Linked DNA regions of Rattus norvegicus: region 2 is linked to region 1. The links are chromatin contacts, called in public Hi-C maps. All regions are on one chromosome and are shown on one strand. Each heading gives the region's core, a stretch centred on a gene start, on an enhancer-like site or on the middle of the called end of the contact. The rest is flanking DNA. Distances are from core to core; before and after follow the strand shown. Region 1 holds the start of Vav3 (vav guanine nucleotide exchange factor 3). Region 2 overlaps Vav3 (vav guanine nucleotide exchange factor 3).

Region 1 (3,079 bases), core at 100-2,599:
TTTCTAAAAGTTACGTTTCGTTCTTTTTATTAAATCGATATGATCCACAATGGAAATTTTGAGCTACAAATATCTAAGGAAACAACAACACAAGATATAAAATCCCACCAAACTGGATTTCATATTTTAAAAATGTAGCGAAGAGGGGGCATTTACAGGGAGCTGTCAGGGTTCAGTGTAGTAATATATTGCTACAAATAGCTTAAGCGCCCTTTTCGGCTTTGTAGGGCACCGGGAACAAAACAAACAGGGAGTGCCTTGCCTCATTGTGACAGAGTTGATGTAGGGGGTGCACTTTCCAATTTTCCCCAGGGTTCTCCAAATATGCTGACCCAGTGCTGAAGCGATTTGAGCTCAAACCTGGTGGCAAGCCTCCGACGCATGCGCGCTCTTGCCTCGGTGTCACTGGCCTGTTTTTTTCTCAGGCAGGTTTTTGAGGATCAGCAAAAGGTGCAGGACTGCTTTAGTGAACAGTTCCTAGACTGGGAGGTACGCAAAACCCAACTCTTTCCCTCCACATAGGCTGAAGCTGCAACTGTCCCCACGTCACTCACTTTCAAGGTGTCAAAACATCCTCAGAACAAACTAACTTGGAGGAAGGGGGTGAGGATGGACCTGGAGGAGGCGGATCCAGGGGCCGATCACAAACTTTCCACGCTGCGTTCTCCAGATGCCGCGGGGTGCACACATCTTATTTCTCCAGGCTCCCTGTGTCCCAGTTAAGCCGCGGCTCTTCTGAGACCCTCTTAATTTAAATCACATTCATTGTTTAGGGTGTCCTGGGGGACACCCCTGCGAATCTCAGTGTTCAGCCACACTTCCTAGGAAGCCGCGCCGTTGGGCTAATCCCTGGACGCCCCGGGGTTGTGCAAGCCCCGCGCATCTGAGGGTTCACGGACGGGCGGGGGCGCCGGGATCCCCTTTGTGGCCGCCGCCCCAACTTGGCCTGCTCCTCCCCCAGCCGCCCCGCCCTCAGTCCCCGACCCCCAGCCAGGGCGGCGGGCACGCTCGCACCCGCGCCTCCCGGGACTCGCGGACCGCACAGACCGGCCAGGCGCGCTGGGCATGCTCAGTCGCGGGGCGCCAGGCTAGCGAGTCGGAAGCCAGTGCTCAGCCGAGCCAGCCGGGGCGCACCGAGAGCGCGCGGCACTCGCTGCTGCAGCGGCGGCCGGGCCGCGGCGCATCCGGGCGGGGACCCGAGGCGAGTTCTACGCCGCGTCCCGGAGCTGCGGACTGCGGCGCCCTCACCAGAAAGGCAGAGAGACTCCCGGCGGGGCGCTGACGCTTCGCGGCAGCCACCTCGGAGTCACCGCCCGCCCCGGCCGGGCCGGTTCCCGGAGCCGTCGGACATGGAGCCGTGGAAGCAGTGCGCTCAGTGGCTCATCCACTGCAAAGTGCTGCCCGCCAACCACCGGGTGACCTGGGACTCGGCGCAGGTGTTCGACCTGGCGCAGACCCTCCGCGATGGAGTCCTGCTCTGCCAGCTGCTCAACAACCTGCGGCCACACTCCATCAATCTGAAGGAGATCAACCTGAGACCCCAGATGTCCCAGGTATGGAGGCCACCCCGCGACCCCGCTGCCCGTCAGAGGCTCCCATTAATCATCCGGATAATTTCTTTGTGTAAATGCAAACATCTAGGTGCGCTCCGCTTTGCCCTGCCTCTCAGTTCTCAGCTTGGGGGCTTCTCCTCACTTGCCTTGAAATGATTTAGCTTCTAAGCAGAACTAAAGCCTTGCATCGGGAGATGGTGTATGGAATCCTAATGGTCTCTGGGAGGCGGGGAGAAATAAGTTATCTTAGGACGCTGTTTCACCTTCCTGTTCCCCCTCCTCCCCCGCCGTGTGTGCGCGCGCGTGTGCGTGCGTGCGTGTGTGTGTGTGTGTGTGTGTGTGTGTGTGTGTGTGTGTGTGTGTGATAACAAAGAGGGATCCGGCTTTAAAATAACAACGAGAAGCCATGAGATGAAGTGATGGGATAATTTTGCTTCGACTTGTTCTTTTGCTTTCCGTTTGGTCCCCACGTTCTGGAAAGAGGAACTATGCCATACATGAGGACTCTAGGAAGTGGACGGCGTTTGGTACCGTTATCTGCTCAGAGGAAATTAAAAAAAAAAAGCGGGACACAGAAAGCCTTCCTGAAGTTTCCCTCCCCGACCCCCTAAGCCCGTGTTAGCAGACTGGAAGGTTGTGTTTATAGCTTGTCTGAAAACATAAGTGAAGCCAGTCCAGCCTCCCTCACCAGCTGCAGGAAGTGAGAAGTTTTTCTGGAGATTCTGCTTTCTTTCATTGGGTCTTGTGCTCAGGTAGCATGGAGGCACTCGGGCTCCTGCGGCCTTAGCTTTGCTTGGAGCCACCTCCTTGGGAGTTCTGATTAAAATCCAGCCCTGGAAGGCATGGAAGACAGTGGTCTCCTCAGAGACAGCTCAAAAAGCCACAGTGCAGCTCAGTGCTGCTTTTTTTGGCCCGTCAGAAACTTTCTGTTCAGAGGGTGTTCAACGCAACTCAGAACTTCTATTTTCTCTTTCTCTCTTTCTCTCTCTCTTTCTCTCTCTCTCTCTCTCTCTCTCTCTCTCTCTCTCTCTCTCTCTCTCACACACACACACACACACACACACACACACACGAAAAAGAAAAAGAAAACCTTTCAACTTAAAAAGGAAAGAAAAGAGCTCTTTTAGTGACATATCTTAGCACTGGCCCTGTATGATTCGGAGCGTCAGCCACTTAACCAGAGCTGTGTCCTTGCAGGAAGAAATGACCTTATGCAGTTTAATAATCTCATATTTAAAGCAGGAACTCCCGCACTCTGCCCTGGTTATCAGTATTTCATTAGGGTCGATGCTCACTTCAAATTCTGTGTCCCCTGATGATCCGCCTTCGACCTGTTGGTAGGCAGTCCCCAAGAAAAGAAGAGCAAACATATAAGCAGTGGGCGCCACATGTATTTACATTAAGGATCAAATATTTTAGACTCTCTTACAAACCTGAATGATGGGTGACTGCTTATCCTGTGGAAGCTATAGACAATCCTGTGGACGGGCTCAGTGGTTGTTTCCATACTGTCTGAGTTACCGTTA
Region 2 (3,128 bases), core at 65-2,564, 140 kb after region 1:
CAAGCGGAATGGCTGAAAGCATTTGTGGACTGTGAGTGATCTCAGAGCTCAGTCAGACTGTGCGAGTTGGAATGTATAAAGTTCTGAAGAATTAGGTTGCTGTGCCTGTGGAACAACTCTAGGGGATGCTCTTTAAATGTATGAAATTCAAGGTCACGTGTAATGGTTTCTCTCCCCCTTGTCTCATTCATCTGTAGAGTCTGGTGAAATCCTTCTCGTTCTATAAGTTGTGAGGCAGAGGGGAACACCAGTTTCGTGTTTCCAAATGTCTACATAGTTGAAACGAAACATTTGAAAACGACCAGAAGGAACTATTAACATTCATGTGGAAATCATCTTTCTTAGAGAGGTACTTGGATTTGAACCGATCATCTTGACACCTAGACACCAAGAGTTGATTTCCATGGGTTTAAAACCGCTCCGTTTGGGGTGATGAGCACTACAAGTTAAAATCCACCGCCATCATTACACGTGTGGTTACATCAGGGTTGTTGAATCCTCGTTCCTGGTTACGGTGGCTCACACCATTAATCCCATCACTGAGAGGAAGGGGTAGGTGGCAGGGGGCAGGAGGGCAGGGGGCAGAGGGGCAGAGACAGAAAGAGCTCTGTGAGTTTGTGGCCAGCATCGTCTACATAGCAAATTCCAGGACAGCCCAGGCTACTCAGTGGAACCCTTTCTCAAACGAGACAAGACAAAACAAAACCCATGAGAGAGTTAGTATTACATCCCCCGCTTTACTCACAGTTAAAGTAATTTAACAGCAAGGGAAATTCTACCAAATATTCTAAAGTGTAATTTTGCCCTTGTAGGCTGAAGATAATGAGTCATTACTACTGAAAAGTAATCAATTTACACGTTCTATGCTCTAGCCAGGCAGCCCCCGGACGTTTGTGGTGACTTGGTTTCCATTTCGCTCAGTTACATTCTGAGAAGCTCGAGCGTGGAGAAATTAGCTGAGGAAGGGTGGGAGACGTTTCTTTTCCTGATACTTCTGTTTTACTTCTTTCTCTATTTCAGAACCAGATATGTTTGCTTTTTCTCTTGTCTTTTTCATTTTTTCTTTTCTTTCTTCCCTTTTTTTTTTTGGTAAAGGAGTGACCACCAAACCCTGAAAAGGCATAAGCTGAGAGAATCTGGATCAGGAAGTGTTTCACAGTTAATTGGTTTTTCCGACACATGGTAGTGGGCTGGACATATAGAATATGAAATAAGGTAACTTTGTGAGAAATCCGGAGCTTCTGTAATGGGATGAAGGCATGTTTTCAAGGCGCCATGCTCAGGAAATGGGGGGGAGGCTGTTCCCCCTCGAGGCCCCAGGACCTTGGCCTTTCTATCTCCTCTCTGCATGGCTCGCTGAGTTCCTGTAGCCTCTCAGTACTTGACTTCCGATCAAATTTCATTTAAATGACAACAAGAAGAAAGTTTGAAAACTATTTCCTTGACTGTAAGATTAGAAAAGCATTTTTGCACATCTCATTAAACATATTTTTGCTAAATACAAATTTAATATGCACTTATTAGCAGCGACTGATAATGTATTAATATAAATAATATTAAATGTCAAGCTGGGCCCGGTGGCATCCTGTCTCAAAGCAATAACCAAACATTACATCAAGGAATAGAAACAAAACTCAAATTGCATAGCACCGTGCCTTACTGGATAGCTGCTGCTGCTAGTGGGTCACTGTGTGCAGTGTTTGAATATCCTGTTTATTGGAGGCACAGGCAGCCTTAGGGTGGGAATCAGGAGGGAGGTCAGGGAGATGGGGGCCCTCAGCCCTGTCAGCTCTGAGCATATTCTTCCTTCTTTATGTTTGTTTCCTCCTCTGCAAGCGGCAGGAAGGCCAAAGGCCTTCTTGAACATGTTTCAGAGGGCAGGACCTAGGGTGAATGCTGGAGTGATGACTCGGCAGCTTTCGGCAGAGTGCTTGCTGCTCTTTCCGAAGGTCCGAGTTTCGGTCCCAGAACCCGAAATAGCTGAATAGCTCACAACTGTCCTTAACCGCAGCTGGAGGGGATGTGATGCCCTCTGCTAATCTCAGTGCACACCCATGCACACATGGCCTATACTCATGTGTATACACACATAAAACAAAACTAAAACCTACATCTTAAAACATAAACTGACTGGCCACTCCACCCGGTTGTCTCGTAGGTTGTGTTCTCTCCAGAGTTTTCATTAGGCTGTGAAAAATGACAATGTTCTAAGAACTGCTGTGACTTAGGGATTCACCAGGCTCTAATGAACACAATGTAATCGAGTCCACGCAGCCTTTTGGTGGGTGGAGGAGTCTTTCCAGTGAGTTATGCTGAAATCAATTTCCGGAGGACTATTAGTGATGTATCCTGTAGCAACAGGGGAGACAGATACTTTAGTATCTGAGATGTTAAAAAAAAACATAGAACTTAAAAAAATTGTCTTCATGATATCATTGTTATTGCCTGAGAACTAAGGTAAAAAATTAGAGGATAACCAAAGAGTAGAAATAACTAATTAATTTTAACTATTTTTAAAGCATTTCTTATTTTTTAAAAGATAGGGTTTTTTTTTATATATATAGTTAGAGGGTGACCTGGAGCTTGTGGTGACATTTCTCCCCAGCTTCCTGAGTAGCATGATTACAGGTATGTGTCCCTGTGCCTTTATATTAAAAGCTTTATAAATGCCTGTCACATATGGTGTTCCACTGAAGATATTTAACCCTTCTGTTGGTCCCAAATAATTAGACATTTTAAAAAGGCAGTCGGAGCCCAGAAAGTTGGTGGTCATTGTGTATTGGGACAATCCTGTATTCAAACACTGTGGCAGAAAAACTAGACCATTTCCACTATAAGACTCTGTAATCACATACATCAGTGTGTGAAATATGGATACACGCGGATTCATGTCTTGCTTTTAAAAGAACAGATTCCTTAAGACTTGTTTTTTTTTTCTCTTCTTTTCTTTGTTTTTGGAGCTGGGGACCGAACCCAGGGCTTGCTAGGCAAGCGCTCTACCACTGAGCTAAATCCCCAACCCCGTCCTTAAGACTTGTGATAGATGAGACTTGGCCCGGTTGACTTACTGGTGAGGCCCGGAGCTGTGGCTGCTTTGTGAGGTAGAGTTGTAGTTAGAAACCTGTAAC

What was found. A called contact is a pair of places that touch in the nucleus more often than the background predicts.
Region 2: a Hi-C map of liver shows a contact between it and region 1, with 6 times the contacts expected there. The contact joins the enhancer-like site here to the promoter of Vav3 in region 1. A contact is called at or near these places in 6 of 12 Hi-C or Micro-C datasets (kidney, liver, mammary epithelial cells and 1 more) and 1 of 1 datasets of contacts at active chromatin or transcription factors (oligodendrocytes).

What each region holds. Positions count from the first base shown.
Region 1 is chr2:199,699,429-199,702,507 of GRCr8, forward strand. Vav3 (vav guanine nucleotide exchange factor 3) reads left to right here and starts at 1,350. Exons shown (of 27, transcript NM_001191714.1): 1 at 1,350-1,553. The coding sequence starts at 1,350.
Region 2 is chr2:199,838,832-199,841,959 of GRCr8, forward strand. All of the region lies in intron 2 of Vav3 (vav guanine nucleotide exchange factor 3), which reads left to right. Among named protein-coding and RNA genes, the nearest start is that of Vav3, 140 kb to the left of the region's middle. Within about 2 kb of position 1,315, at least 12 of the 93 cell types and tissues checked have an H3K27ac peak or open chromatin away from gene starts, as enhancers often do. A contact at or near this core is called in liver, where this site is marked.